Regions from separate parts of the Mus musculus genome. Here region 2 is linked to region 1. A link is a contact called in public promoter capture Hi-C data. All regions are on one chromosome and are shown on one strand. Each heading gives the region's core, a stretch centred on a gene start, on an enhancer-like site or on the middle of the called end of the contact. The rest is flanking DNA. Distances are from core to core; before and after follow the strand shown. Region 1 overlaps Hspg2 (perlecan (heparan sulfate proteoglycan 2)). Region 2 overlaps Usp48 (ubiquitin specific peptidase 48).

Region 1 (7,509 bases), core at 995-3,494:
TTTAATCACACCAGATAGGGAGTCAATTATAGTTATCCTTATGGTTTGAGACAGTCTCACTTCAGCCCAGGCTGACCTCAAGTTCAGAATCCTGTCTTAGCCTCTCAAGTGCTGGGATACTAACCATGTCTGCCTGACACTTGGCTTTCTTTCTTTTTCTTTTATTCTTTCTTCTTTAGACAGGATCTCTCTACAGAGACCAGGTTGGCCTTGAACTTGTGTTCATCCTCCTGTCTTTGCCTCCAAAATATGGAGATTAAAGATACACACTATCATACCCAACCACTTTTTTTTTTTTGAGACAGTTCGCTGTAGCCCAGGCTGACTACTTTATAGCCAAGGGTGACCTTGAACTCCTGATCAACCTGCCTTATCTCCAAAGTCATGGGATAATAAATGTGTGCTACTATGCCCTCTATCCCATCTTTTGGATGGAAGCCAGGGCTTCATGCAAGTTGAGTAAAAGCTATGAGTTACATCCACAATCCTGTGGCTACATTGTTGTGTTTTCTGGCTACTTTTTTCTTTCCTTCTTTCTTTCTTTCTTTCTTTCTTTCTTTCTTTCTTTCTTTCTTTCTTTCTTTCTTTCTTTCTTTCTTTCTTTCTTTCTTTCTTTCAAGATAGGATCTTATTATGTAGCCAAGGCTGTCCTGGAACTTACCAGGATAGACCAGGCTGGCCTCAAACTCACAGAGACCCACCTGCATATTGCCTCCCAAATGCTGGGATTTAAAGGTGTGCACCTTCACATTCAGCTCCAGCTACATTTTTACATATATGTAAATACATACATACATACATACATACATACATACATACATACATACATAAGAAGAGCCACTGGAGTTTTAGGTGTTTACCATGTGCCCCACTGATCCTGGGGTCCTCCGGAAGGACACACCGTATTCAAGGCAAAACAAGACCATGCTTAGAAAGAACATCTAGAGGACCTGGGCCCATAGCAGGAAGCAGGTCACCCAGAGAGCATGGTGGGCGTGTGCTGTGGGGTTGGGTGGGTTCTGGGTCCCTGCTGGGGCGCCTGTACCCCATTCTTCCCTTCTATTCTTCTGATCTAGTTCTCACTTTCCTACGAGGGCTTCTCTCTGCTGCCTGGAAGCCTCTATTACTGGCAGCTGCCCCGAGCCTTCCTAGGGAACAAGGTAACCTGGAAGTGGAAGGGCCATGTGTGTGTGTGTGGGGGGGGTGTCAGGGGGTGCATTTATTAGGCACTTGCTGGGTGCTGTATTATCAGTACAGAGGCAATTACTGGGCTGGCCTTCCAGAACTCTTCACTGTTTTTACCAGTCCTGCACTCTGAATGTCGCTGTCTTTCTCTCGTGTGTGTGTGTGTGTGTGTGTGTGTGTGTGTGTGTGTGTGTGTGTGTACACTTGCATATGCACATGAGCCTCTGGAAGCTGGAGGACAACTCCCGCTGTTATTCTTTGTTTTTTTGAGACACAGTCTCTCACTGGACTGGAGCTTACCGGAGTAGGCTGGCCACTCACGGTGTCCCTGGGGTCACTCTTTTTGTCTCACCAGTATTAGAATGCCCAGGACTTTTTGGGGGGGGCAGTTCTCTGAGAAGCAAACCCAGGTCCCCACACTTGCACATAAACACTTTACCAACAGAGCCACCGCCACCATCCTGGGTGTTGTTACTGTTACCCTGACATTAACATTCAAGTTGATATGGCTCCTACCTTGCCTCCTTGTCCCCATGTGACAGAGAGAGCCTCTTCATATTGTGTATACCTTGGGATCAGGGCATTGACTTAGTGGTAAGTGGTAGAATGCTTAAGGCCCAGGTCTGGTCGCCAGCAGTTGGAGGAGGGAGGCAGGATTTGATTAACACGTGTAAGACTGCAATCAGCAGCCAGTCTAGGCCAAGCAGGTCCAGAGGAAGTGAGGTAAGAGTCTACCAGAATCTGGGTGGGTACCATAAGAAGGGGAGAGCCATTGGCCTTCAAGTGTGTTCTCTGCACTAAGATGAGTGTGTCCCTGTATGTGGCCTGAGCTATGTAATCCTCGAGGTGCCCTTTAAAGTATTTTTTCTCCTATCTGCAGGTGAGGGAAGTAGGGCTCAAAGTAAGCGTGTCCACAGTTGTCCAGACAGCAGAGCTGGCATCTCTAGACCTTGACTAACATCCTTGTGTGGCACACGCCTTCCACTTCCTAGAAAGCTGCTCCCAGATGACACTGTGAACTCACTGGCATCCAAAACAAACAGGAATCCAGTTGTTTCCGTTGTAATCTGGTTGTTCTAATAAGTTTCTTACCACACCCTGGGTTGTTAAGAGAATAGCCCTGGGGCCTATGTCACCCAGGGCCTGGCGTGTAGCCAACTGGTGTTTGATCAATATTCACCCACTGAATGAACGCACTTGAACCAGACAGACACTCTGTGCTGGGTAGTTTTCAGCCAGCTGTCTGCCCTGGTGATGAAGGAGAGGGAAGAAAGTCCAGGGGTCAGAGCTGGGACCTCAGCTGCCAGGGTGAATGAGCCCTTTACAAAACTAAACCTTCTAACCATGCCTACAGAGACACAAGTCCAGGTGGTTTGTCCACAATAAAGAACAAACAAATAAACAATAACAATCAAACAATAGAATGGCTCATGAAACCACAGGGTCCAAGGATGACAGCTGGATACAGACACTCATAGGGGGTTTTTTCTCATTGTGTTGCTTCTGGTCCCATGGGAGATAGGAGTTTCCCTGTCCCGAATGAAAGAGGTGTGCCAGGTGCACTGTCCTTTCCCCAGCTGGGAAGAGGAATACATGGCCACCTTGCGTCTGGTCACACTGGGACGGACCCCACCCATCTCCCTTCCTGATCTAGAACCGTGTTAATTGGGCAGGCTTGGCTGGCTTGCTCTCCACAGCAGATGGGAGGGACCCGTGCGTACCAGAAGGTTGTTATATAAAGAGAACAAGGAGGGGACTGGAGAGGTGGCTCAGAGGTTAAGAGCATTGACTGCTCTTTCAGAGGACCCAGGTTCAATTCCCAGCAACCACATGGCAACTCAACCCCCTGTAACTCCAGTGCCAGGGATCTAAGGCTTCTTTTGACCTCCACAGGCTTCCATACACTCATGGATTATTGTACTACACATACACACCTAAAATAAAGTAAATAATTTAAGAGAAAGAGAGAGAGAGAGAGAACAAGGATGTAGTTCACAGAAAGAAGGAAGTAAATTCTAGACAGATCCAAAGCCAGAAACCTAGGAGACGAGGCCTCCGAACCCATGCAGACCCCAAGCCCTGAGCTAAAATTTCTGATCTTGGCAGCGTCTCACTGCTATTACTCTTGTCATTTTATGGGAAATGCCTACACATAAAAAGGGACTCAGAGTTTGCTGACTGACTGTCAGGCAATGGAGAACGGGAGGGAAAGATGTCCTCTCATGAGGAAGGCTGGAGAGGAACTGAGAGGGCCTTTCAGCCTCTCTGTGGTGCGAGCTCTGGCCTTCTGAGGTTAGGGTGTGACACACAGGAGCAAGAGGCTCTGCCCCTTACCTGTGAGATCTTGTCCCTCCACAGGTGGCAGCCTATGGCGGGAAGCTGCGGTACACCCTCTCCTACACAGCCGGGCCACAGGGCAGCCCACTCTTGGACCCTGATATCCAGATTACGGTGAGCTCATTAGAATCCACCGTGGTCAGGCAGAAGAGTAAGTGGAAGCCACGGTCCCAATACCCAGCTAGCCAATGTGGTCTCCTTGCCACTGCATGGCTGGCTACTCCCAAGTTCTTAGCCTGGCTGCTGTCCATGGGCACAGTGGGCAGACGCATGAGCTTGGGGGTGTGGACGGACGAGAGTCCAAGTGGTTGGGAGAGCCTGGGGTTGGTGGGTACCCCTGCCCTAAGTACCCTTCCTAACCTTGCTGGTGTCTCTGCAGGGCAATAACATCATGTTGGTGGCTTCCCAGCCAGCACTACAGGGCCCAGAGAGGAGGAGCTATGAGATCATCTTCCGAGAGGTGGGTAGCACTTGCCTTTGACTCCCCAGGCACACAGGTCTACAAGTTCAGGAGATGTGGCCCAGAGCTTCCACTGACACTTGCTGTCCCCCTACACAGGAGTTCTGGCGGCGGCCAGATGGACAGCCTGCGACCCGAGAGCATTTGCTCATGGCCCTGGCAGATCTGGATGAACTTCTGGTGCGGGCCACATTCTCCTCTGTGCCACGGGCAGCCAGTATCAGTGCCGTGAGCCTAGAAGTGGCCCAGCCAGGGCCCTCCAGTGGACCCCGAGCCCTCGAGGTGGAAGAGTGTCGCTGCCCCCCAGGCTATGTTGGCTTGTCCTGCCAGGTGGGTGTGTGGCTGGCTGGCCTGGCTGCATCCGCTCCAGTGCCATGGTGTGTGCAAAGTGGTTGGTCAGTAACCACTGCTATAGGCCGTAACTGCTCGCTCAGTTAGGTGACTTTTGTTCTCACATTGTTGTGGTCACTCCCTAAGAGCCAAGCCATCCCTTTAAAGACTTTTTTTTAAGGATTTTATATATATACTGCAGCTATCAGATGTACCAGAAGTGGGCATTGGATCCCATTAGAGATGGTTGTGAGCCTCTATATGGTTGCTGAGAATTGAACTGAAAGCCTCTAGAATAGTAGTCAGTGCTCTTAACCTCTGAGCCAGCTCTCCAGCCCCAAGCCATCCCTTTAACTGATAGAAACAAACTCTCCAAGGGATAGGTGACTTACCCAGGGGCACACAGTCAACATGCGGGGGACTAACGTGAACCTAGATCTGATGGACTCCAAAGTCTGTTTGTCCTAACCAGCAGCCACTACTGCCTAAAAAATGGCAGATGGGGAGACACGCTCAAGCACATAAGACTTTCAGAGCTGAGCAAGGACATGCCTCAGGCGCACAGCACGGAGTGATGTCACTGTAGGCTTCAGGAGAAGCACATGGTGGCTGGGTCTGCAGCCGGGTCACTGTGAATAGCTTAGAACAAGGCCCTGAAGTGGGGCAGTCATGCTGCTATAGGCATCCCATGATCGGAGCCACACAGGGACAATGTGTCTGTTGAATGCGGATCGAGGCATGGTGTACTGTGTAGCGAGGGTCCGTGGGTGGGACAGAGGTCTGTCACTTTGAAGCTCCTGGGAGTCTCTGCCAGATGTGGCCCAAGCTCTCAGCTCCAGGTGGACAGGAGTTTACCCTACACGTGACATTGACTCTTTCAACATCAGATGAGGTAGCAGAACCCTTTCCAGGGGGGGTGGGTGGCAGGGAGGCCAGGAGTTGGGTATAGCTGTAGCAAGCCCACGTCTCTACACTTTAATGTCCCTATGCTTTATCTGGGGCCACCGACCTTCCAAATCCCAGTGTGGAAATTCATGCTCCTCAGAGATACCAAGTTTGCCTCATTTGAAGGAAGAGCTGTTGGGAAGCGCCTCTGTGCCCTGTGCCTATTGCAGCTCAGCCCAAGATATCCATCACCTGACCATGTATTGTGGAAAGGAGGCCTTTGACAGAAGGGCAGGGTAGAGAGAGAACCGCCCGCTCTCCAGACCTGAGATCCTTCATCTCCAACATCTGCCATGCTGTGTGTGCTTCCCCTATGACTGTGCCTGTTTGGCGTGGGTTTTGGTTTTGGTTTGATTTGAATTTTCAAGGCAGGGGCTTATATAAGCTCAGGCTAGCTTTGAGCTTGATATATAGCAGGGGCTAGCCTTGAACATCCCAGTCTTCCTGTCACCATTCCTAAAGTGCTGGGATTCCAGATGTGTGTCACCAGGCCTGGCAGGATCACTAACTAATGCATGCAAAGCCAGTTTTAAATATTGGCAAGATGGCTTAGGCGACAAAATCACTCACTTGCCACAGTGCCCAGACCTCAGCTCACCTCCCAGGACCCACATTGTTGAAGGAGAGATGACCTGATTCCTACAAGTTGTCTCCTGACCTCCAAATACACACTGTGGCTCATACACACTCACACAAATACATAAAAACACGCAAAATATCTACAAGGGCCCTCTCTCCCAAGTGATCTTTCCAGCTGACTTCCCCACTTAGCTGTGAAGTGTTTCTAGAAAGACCGTTCCCACCAGAATTTTCAGGAACCAAGGTCTTAGAGTAAGGCAGGTTCCCCATTAAGGATATACTACATCTCTCCAAGCTAACACTGCTTGGGCACACCAAGCCCTGTCTCCTGCATCCCATGAGAGATGAGAGCCAGGCTAAGGCCTCTTGAGAGAGCTTGTGGTTCATGAAGACAGGCCTGGGATGCTCTTTTCTAGAGCCAGTGGGGATTAGACACTGGACAGGGCAGGATAGACAGAAGGCTAGATCTGCTGGCTCTGGGTGGAACCCCGTGGCCAACGGAGACCAACTCTCTTCTGTCCACTAGGACTGTGCCCCGGGCTACACTCGCACTGGGAGCGGACTGTACCTTGGTCAGTGCGAGTTGTGTGAATGCAACGGCCACTCCGACTTGTGTCACCCGGAGACTGGAGCCTGCTCGGTGAGCTTCAAGCGGGCTAGGCTGGGGGTGGGCACTGGGATGGGGAGGGGTCTTGGTAAGGTGTGCCTGCTTCCAGGATGACAAGTTCATAGGAGAGCACCTGGGTGAATAAAAGAGGCAAATATGGTAGGAAGCCAGAACTGTGGAACGCCATTCTTCTTTGTAAAGGAAGCTATGGTTCCTCATTGCTTACACCCAGATGGCTGATGCTATAGCAAAGGAGACAGATGACAGAGGCTTAGGGTTGGTGGTGGTGGTGGTGGTGGTGGTGGTGGTAGGGATCAAACTTGGTAAATATATCTTTCCATTCATTTTTTGGAGTGGTCTGTGTATAACCATACAGGTACATGACCAGGGCACAGATAGTTGACAGAGTCCCAAACTCAGTATGAAGCAAGGAACACACTATGTTAACATCTCACATGAGGCTGTCTTTATATAAGATTGTATATGCTTCTAATTGGGTCTTTGGGTTTTTTTAATATATATGGGTGTTTTGCCTATGTCTGTGTACCATGCACATACCTGGTGCTTATGGAGTCCAGAAGGGGGCATCAGAAGATGCCTTTGTTCTGCAGACAGTTGTGAGGAAACATGTGGGTTCTAGGAATTGAACCTGGGTCCTCTGGAAAGCAACCAGTGTTCTTAACCACTGAGCCATCTCTCCAGTCCCGTTCTGGGTGGTGTTTTTTTTTCATAGTGAAACGTGTATCTTCAAGGCTCTGTGCCCAAGTGTGTACCTTTGCTTTTCTTTAATATCACACACCCACACACCCACACACACACCCACCCACACACACACACACACACACACACGCATGTGCGCCTGCTAATGTTTTTTCTGAGACAGCTGACTCGCTGTGTAGCCAAGGGTGATCTAGACCTCCTGATCCTCCTGCATCCCTCTCAATTGCTGATGTTGCCAACGCATCACTAAACCCAGGCCTAGGTCGACGTTTTGATTTATCCAGGTCCCCACGGGTGTTCTTTTCAGCACGACTGGGCTGATGGGTATCACTGTGATTAAATCCAT
Region 2 (7,360 bases), core at 3,871-6,370, 120 kb after region 1:
GTCAACCTAGTTCTCTGAATGTCTGTCAGTTAGACTCCAGGGTTTGGAGAATTAAAAACAGTTTAGTGTTTGATGCTAGCTACTAAATACATTGTTTTAGAATGCTGCCTTTCAAAGTGTGCATGACAGGTGTAGAGTTCTGCTCACAGATTAAATAAAGGCCTTTATATCTGAACTTGCTGAGAAAAGGAACTTAATATAAGCATCTCCACTTCCCCCGGGATTTCTTTTACCCTTTTGACCTTCAGCCCACTTACCTGGTGGGAGGAGGAGCTCCTTCAGCCATCGTTTGTAAACTTGAGTTTAGTAGCATTGTCCACAGAATCATGCAGAAGACCACATCCTCTTTCCATGTCCCCGTTCCTGTCAGAGGATAGGAATTTGATGTTTCTAGCACCTGAGCTCCTGAGCACATACATACCCATGAAGCTATAGGATTAAAATGGTGGCCCTGGTCTACATAGTGAGTTCCAGGACAGCAAGAACAACAATAGTCAGATGACCACCACCCCCCCTTAATAAAAGTGAATGAATAAACAAATAATCCACAGGGTTAGACGATAAGAAACTAAAGGGCAATGAAAGTAGTTCTTGTTCCTGACCCACCCACACCTCATAGGCCCTAGGCCTGACTCCTCTTTCTGCTTCTGGTGTGTTGAGGTGATGAAGGACTCGGCCCCCGAGTTGAATGTGAGTAGTTCTGAGACGGAAGAAGACAAGGAGGAGGCTAAGCCAGATGGGGAGAAGGATCCTGACTTTAATCAAGTACGTTTGTATTGAAGTACTCCATCATTGTGTCTTTGTCCGCAACAGCCCCCTGCTGTCCGTCTTCCCTGGCTGGGTATTTTCTGGGTCCCTCCCTACTTGTTCTACACTTTTAACTCTTAGTTTTTATAGCACGCTGTAGCTAATTTTTCCCTTCACCCCTAAAAAAAAAAGGTCTGCATATCCTCCGAAGTTCATTTAAGGAAGAAAAAGTAACTGTGTGATGGCTGTGGTGGCACAGCATCGTGCCAAAGCACTTACAGGCATTGCTAAGTGGGGGTCTGGGTCTGAGGCCAGCCTGGTCTACAGAGAAACAAATGAAAAGTGCTCACGTCTAAGACCAGTGGGGAGGCTGAGGCAGGAGCACCTACCCGTGCCTTGAAGCCATCTTGGCCCAAAGTGAGACTGTCTAGAGACAAAGCAAGAGCGGCTATGGCCATAGGTGTGGTGACACAAGCACAGTCTTGCTTTCCTGAACTGAGGCAGGAGGATTAAGAGTTTGCAGGCCCTACTCTTACAGAAGTCCTGGGTTTGGTTCCCAGCTCCCACCTCAGGCAGCTGTAACTTGAGCGAGCTTTGTGGGATCTGATAAAGGCACCAGCCAGACCTGACAACCTGAGTTCATTTCCTGGGAAACTCACTGTGTGTGTGTGTGGGGGGGGGGGGGATGATACGACACGACAACTACTCCAAGTTATCTAAGATCTACAGACATGCCTGTGCACACAATGTAATTAAGATGATATTTTTAACTCTATGTGCTTGGGTATGGGTATATTACACATGAGTTTAGCTGCCCTCAGAAGCCAGAGGCCGTGGATGTCTGTGTTCCTTGGAACTGAAAATGGACCTCCACAAGCAGCACTGCTTCATCTCAGTAACCCCTGGAAACGTCAAATAATAATGATGATGATGCAATGAGATTTTAAAGGCAAAATATATCATTTTAAGCTGGAATGAAAATATTCGCTTTGATTCTGTCTTGGTAACAAACTGGCAGTCTTTTTATTTTTTCCCCAAGACATTGTTTTCCCATTGTCCTAGCTGTTCTGGAACTTGCTCTGAACAACAGAGATCTACTTGCCTTTGTTCTCCCCAAGTACTGTTATTAAAGGTGTGCACCATCACCACACAGCCTGCCAACTAGGATTTGTGATAAATGGAGGAAGATGATATTAGCCCTTCAGTCTCCACCATAATCAATTTCTACTAAGATTGACTGTGTCGGGGACTGGGGAAGATGTTCAGTGGTTGAGAGCATGGCCTCTCCAAGAGGCCTGAGTTTGGAACTCAGCACCTTCTCTGGGCTGCCTGTTTTACTCTTAATAGCTGGGACATCTTTACCCTGAGACCTGGTAGTCAAATTATGCGTAGCTTCTGCCTCAGTGGCCCTTTGCCTCATCCAATCCAGAGCACAGTCTTTGAACATGCTGGTCTGCTGTTGGTATACCACTGTTTTTTGTTTTGTTTTGTTTTGTTTTGTTTTGGTTGTTTGTTTTTTGCTTGTTTGGGTTGGTTTGGGTTTTTTGTTGTTATTGTTGTTGCTGCTGTTGTTCATTTTTTTTCATTTTCTTTGTTTTTCTGGTTGGTTGGTAGGTTTTTTCATGAGGGTTTCTCTATGTATATCTGACCTTGGAAATCACTCTAGTCCAGGCTGGCCTTGAACTCAGAGATTGATCTGCCTCTTTCTTATTCCAGAGTACTGGGATTAAAGGCGTGCACTGTCACGGTGTGATTTGCTGCTTTATTTAATGTTGATGAAGAAAGTCTTAAGTTTGGTGCTGGAGAGATAGCTCAGTGGTTGAGAGTACTTCCAGTGGTCTGGAGTTCAATTCCCAGCAACCACGTGTTGGCTCACAACCATTTGTAATGGGATCTGATGCCCTCCTCTGGCATATAGGGACATATGCGGGCAGAACACTGCGTACATAAAGTCTTAGGTCTTAATCAGCCCAAGGTAAATAAATGTTGTGTGTACTTGCTGGTATGGAAGGATGTCATTGTTATCTATGCTTTGTTCGAATCCTATAAAAATAACTTTAAAAAACAACAACAAAAACCCATGAATGAGCAAAACCACTGTTTTATGTCCATCTCTTGGACAGTGGACAGGCAAATTTGGTATTTATCCCTTGTCAAGCTTGATGGCCCATGGCCTCAGAGCGTTCTGTGGTCATGCAGGGTTTTCTGACTGAGGCGCTCTATTGCCCTACTCAGATCTGTTTGTGTCTGTTGTCAATCTCCTGACATTGTGGAGTCAAGTTTTCTCTGTTAGCTCTTTTTCCTTTCTGAGACACAGGCTTGCTGTGCCACGTAACCCAGGTTGGCCTCGATCCCATAATCTAGTTTGGCATCTAGAATGCTGGGATTGCTGGTGTGGACACCCCTGCCTGGCTGCTAAGAGGGCCCTCTAGGATTTCGAAGAAGTGTGTCTCTCTGTTTCCAGCTTTGTTTTTCAGTCCAAGCCTTGTTTGTTGAGCAAACGCTGCATTTTCCTGTGACTCAGACTTTAAAGTCTGACTCTTTCTCTGAGCATCCGGTTTTATTCACTGTGGTCACAACCACAGCAATGTTCTCAGGTGGATGTGGGATTCCTGCCTTTAGTTGTGGATTGCAGCAGAGTTCACATGAACAAATACAATACAGAATGTTAGAGGATTGCTCTTTACGCCATAATTATTTTGTACATGTTATAATTTTCCTCCGATTCCCTTGTCCATGTTTGGATATTGTAATATCCTAGAATGTTTTAAATACTTTTGGTTCAAGGCAGGGCGGGGATCTCAGCTCTAACCCTCTGTTTAGAGCATAGTAACTAGTTAGTCCCTGGGGATACCTAGTGTCTTCAGAATGTCACCTCCCGCACCCCCCTCCCTCTTTTTTCTCAGAACATGGGTCACTGGTTTCACTGAAGTAAATCCCACGCCATAAAGCAAGCATTAGTGCTCCTTAATGGAGCTGAGCAAATTCCCTGCCCTCCTCTCTAAGCCAGATCAACCAAGTTCCTTCTGTGTTATCTAAAATTCAGGTTAATGATACACTCAGTAGGTATCACTTAGGTAACTGGAAGCCTTTTAAATCCAGTGACTGGGGAAAAACAACCACTGCTCTACTGGTTTTAGCAGGTTGACATGGGTTAAAGGACAATAATTCCAGGAAAAGCTTTTAGATCCTCTTAAAATCAATTTGAAAAGATTTTAGTTGATGCCTGAGACCTTTTGGCTGGGGCATGGGGTGAGGTTAGGATTGTACAGTGGATACCTTCTGTCTGTAGATAATGTCCTCTTTTTCAGTTGGATGTTGTTTTTGTGACTGCTAAGTTGACTTTTTCTTAGAAATGGAAGTTGTGGCTAGATTGGGCAGAGCCTTGCCAGTGGCCAGAGACCTGAGAAAAGTCTCTGCCCTGGTAGCTGCTTTATGAATTACAAAACACATTAGTAATATGAATGGGAAAGTGGGAATAAAAATCCCACTTTAATTCCCTGGCTTGGTTAACAAGAGAATCTTGGCTTGTTAACCCCCCAGGGAGGGCTTTGTAAGTAAAGAGCCACAAACACTACTGCCAGCATGGAAGGCTGATCTGCCTGCAGTACAGAGCAGGCCCACATTATGTAGCAGACCTACATAATGAGTGAGATGCTTTCAAAACACACCAAAAGATGTTCTGGAACATTTGGCCCCTGCTATTCTCTTTTCTAAAGACTAGTACAGCCTGTATCTTGTGCCCATATATAGTTCCTGCTTTTTTGCTGAATGCTTAGGTCAGTTCAGTGATGGTGAAGTTCTGAATGCTTGATCCTGTGTATCGAAGGATAAACACAGTCCTGCAGTGCTTACAGTGTGTTTAAGAGAAGCTAGCAGGCATGACTTTGTGTCCACCAACTTCCTCTCAAACCCAAACTGATGCCACTGGCATGGTCTGCGTGACTGGTGGCTTCCATCTAGACCAGGGTCTTGGAGAGCACCTCACCTTGTTTTTTACCGGCATTGCCTGTACCGTGTATTAACTTTTCTCTAAATTGTAAGCTGGGCCTGAGCATTCATTTATGGTTTTTTTAAACAGTTTTTACAAGAATACTTTACAGCTAAAGCTGTTTTCCCTCTCTCTACCACCAGTACATCAAGAAACACAGTATCTTGTTTTTAGTAAAAGTATCTTTGATGTCTTGAGTACAGTCTAACGTCTCATTTTGCAGTTGGTATTTAGCTTTCATATTATTCTCAAAAGGAGAAGGGGCTCATTGGATAGAGTGCTTGCCCAGCGTACAGAAGCCCTGGGCTCCATCCCCAGCACCATAAACCTGAACAGATCATGCACTGCTTTAATTGTGCACTGTGGAGGTGGAGCTGGAGATTAGAATTGCAAAGTCATCCTGTGAGTCACAGGGGTTTGGAGGCCAGCCTATGGCACATGAACTCTTCCCCACTCCCAAGAAGAAAATGTATAACACAAGAAAATTAGAATTTATTTAGGAAGTTCTATAATCTTGAAATTTCAATCTATTGGCTTATGTTTGTTGTTTTTAACTAACTCTTTAATGCATTTTGTGTTTGTGTGTGTGTGTGTGTGTTGTGTGCAGTAGAGGTCAGAAAACAATTTGAAGGAGTTGGTTCTCACTGTGTGCGTCCTGTGGAACAAACTCACTGTCTGGCTGGGCATGAGAGACGTCTCACTCGTCCTGGGCCTTGCTGTGTAACCCTCGCCTGGCCTTGAGTTCAGAACCCCTGCCTCAGCACTCCAGTGCTAGGATTAGGAAAGGGCAGCCGCAGCTGAGAGGTCATCGCCACTGCTGCTGAAGGTGAAACTTCCTTCCTTCTGAAAGTTTCGTATACCAAACACTTAGGTTTCTTACATGCAGTTAAGGTTGACTGACACACACACCCATCATATATAAACCAGCTTACCTCTGTAGACTCTTGGATGCACTGTGCTTGATTCACAGGGTTTCAGGAGTGGTGTATCCAGCTTCTGTTTACTCAAAGAAGCTCCCGCGCAGGGTAATCCCAGAGCTTTCTCTTTGGCATCTTGCAGAGCAATGGAAGTACCAAGCGACAGAAGACATCCCAACAGGGCTATGTGGCCTACCAGAAGCAGGTCATCCGGAGGAGCACGAGGCACAGGAAGGTTCGGGGAGAGAAGGCACTGTTGGTGTCTGCCAACCAGACGTTAAAAGAATTGAAGATTCAGGTGAGGGAATGCTTGCTCACTTGTGTGGCCTGTGTGGATTGATCCCTTTCTATCCTTGCTTTATGGACTTAACCTGTTTCCTGGAGCTGAGCTTTTAACTAGTTGCCTACTTGTGGTAGTTAGCCAAGAGGAGAGGATTTTTGTGTGTTGTTTGTTGTTGTTTTTTTAATATGCTTATAAGACCCCCAAGTTAAAATTAGCACACTCCCTTAAAGTTTTTATATATTTGGTTTGGTTTTTTGTTTGTTTGTTTTTATTGTAGGGTTTCTCTATGTATAGCCTTGGCTGTGGGGAAACTCTAGTCCACTTTGCCTCCTGAATGCTGGGATTAAAGGCGTGCACCACTGAGCCAGGTTATTCATATGAATTGTTTAAGAAGAACATCCAAGGGCAAGGAGCTCCTCTCTGTTGGTAGTTTCAGATCCATTCCAGCATGAATTAGATAGTTTTCCTGAAACAAATACCACATTTTAAGAATGACCTTGTTGTGAGGGTTGCTCGTAGTTTCTTTAGATCCCCACCATTGTAGTGTCATACTCATTGTGGACTTTCTTCCCCAGATGACTATTGCAAACCACCTTCATCACTGCAGCCACAATCCCTTACCTAGAACAAAAAATTACTTTTTTTTTTTAATAGTTTTCCCTGTAGCTGGTATGGAAGGCACCAAGAGAGCTGGTTAATCTCCCAGAGCAATCCATGGCTACTGTGTTCCTACGTATGCATGTGGAGTCCAGAAAATTTTATTATAAAACTTGTTTTTAGGTTTATTTATCATGTGTATGAGTGTCTTGCTTGCATGTGGGCCACGTGGGTGCCTGGTGCCCGCGGAGAGGAGAAAGTTGTGTCTCCGGTTACTTGGAGCTGCAGTATGTAGTGAGTAATGACAGTGAGTAAGGGTGTGGGCGCTAGGAACTGAGCCTGGGTCCCCTGCAAGCACAGCAAGTACTCTGAAGCACTGAGCCTTCCTTCTAGCCCCTAAAGTTTGGAGACTGGAAGACACTGTTACACGGGTCCCAGTTAGGCCTTTTGGTTTTGGTTGGGATTTGATTTGTGCTTGTTTTGTTTTGTTTTCGAGGCAGAGATTGCTTTGTTTGGCCTGGCACTTACTGTGCAGATGAGGTTAGCCTTCAGCTCTCAGAGATCTCTTGCCTGCCTCTGCCTCTGCCTCCTGAGAGCTGGATCAAAGGTGTCTGGCACTACACCATGTAACAGGCACGTGTCTTTGCCTGCGGAGCCATTCCACTGGCCTTCCTTGTTTTTTGAAACGGAGTCTCCTCTTATCTTGAAGCTTGCCAAGTAAGGCTAGGCCAGAAAAGTCCCAGCATCCACCTGCCTCTGCTGCTTCCTCCAAATGAGGATTACAAGTACACACTACCACACCGAGGTTTTATATTTTAAATGTTG

Evidence for each region. Capture Hi-C pulls out chosen DNA fragments and counts their contacts.
Region 2: a contact with region 1 is called in a promoter capture Hi-C map of adipose tissue. The contact joins two enhancer-like sites. A contact is called at or near these places in 2 of 484 Hi-C or Micro-C datasets (embryonic stem cells and nephron progenitors), 1 of 115 datasets of contacts at active chromatin or transcription factors (embryonic stem cells) and 3 of 9 other capture datasets (adipose tissue, liver and pancreatic islet).

Annotation. Positions count from the first base shown.
Region 1 is chr4:137,525,262-137,532,770 of GRCm38.p6, forward strand. Hspg2 (perlecan (heparan sulfate proteoglycan 2)) reads left to right here. Exons shown (of 97, transcript NM_008305.3): 34 at 3,544-3,636; 35 at 3,902-3,982; 36 at 4,082-4,312; 37 at 6,363-6,476. Among named protein-coding and RNA genes, the nearest start is that of Mir7018, 9.3 kb to the right of the region's middle. Within about 2 kb of position 2,245, at least 14 of the 459 cell types and tissues checked have an H3K27ac peak or open chromatin away from gene starts, as enhancers often do. A contact at or near this core is called in adipose tissue, where this site is marked.
Region 2 is chr4:137,638,546-137,645,905 of GRCm38.p6, forward strand. Usp48 (ubiquitin specific peptidase 48) reads left to right here. Exons shown (of 27, transcript NM_001355588.1): 22 at 661-765; 23 at 5,798-5,953. Among named protein-coding and RNA genes, the nearest start is that of Usp48, 48 kb to the left of the region's middle. Within about 2 kb of position 5,121, at least 76 of the 459 cell types and tissues checked have an H3K27ac peak or open chromatin away from gene starts, as enhancers often do. A contact at or near this core is called in adipose tissue, where this site is marked.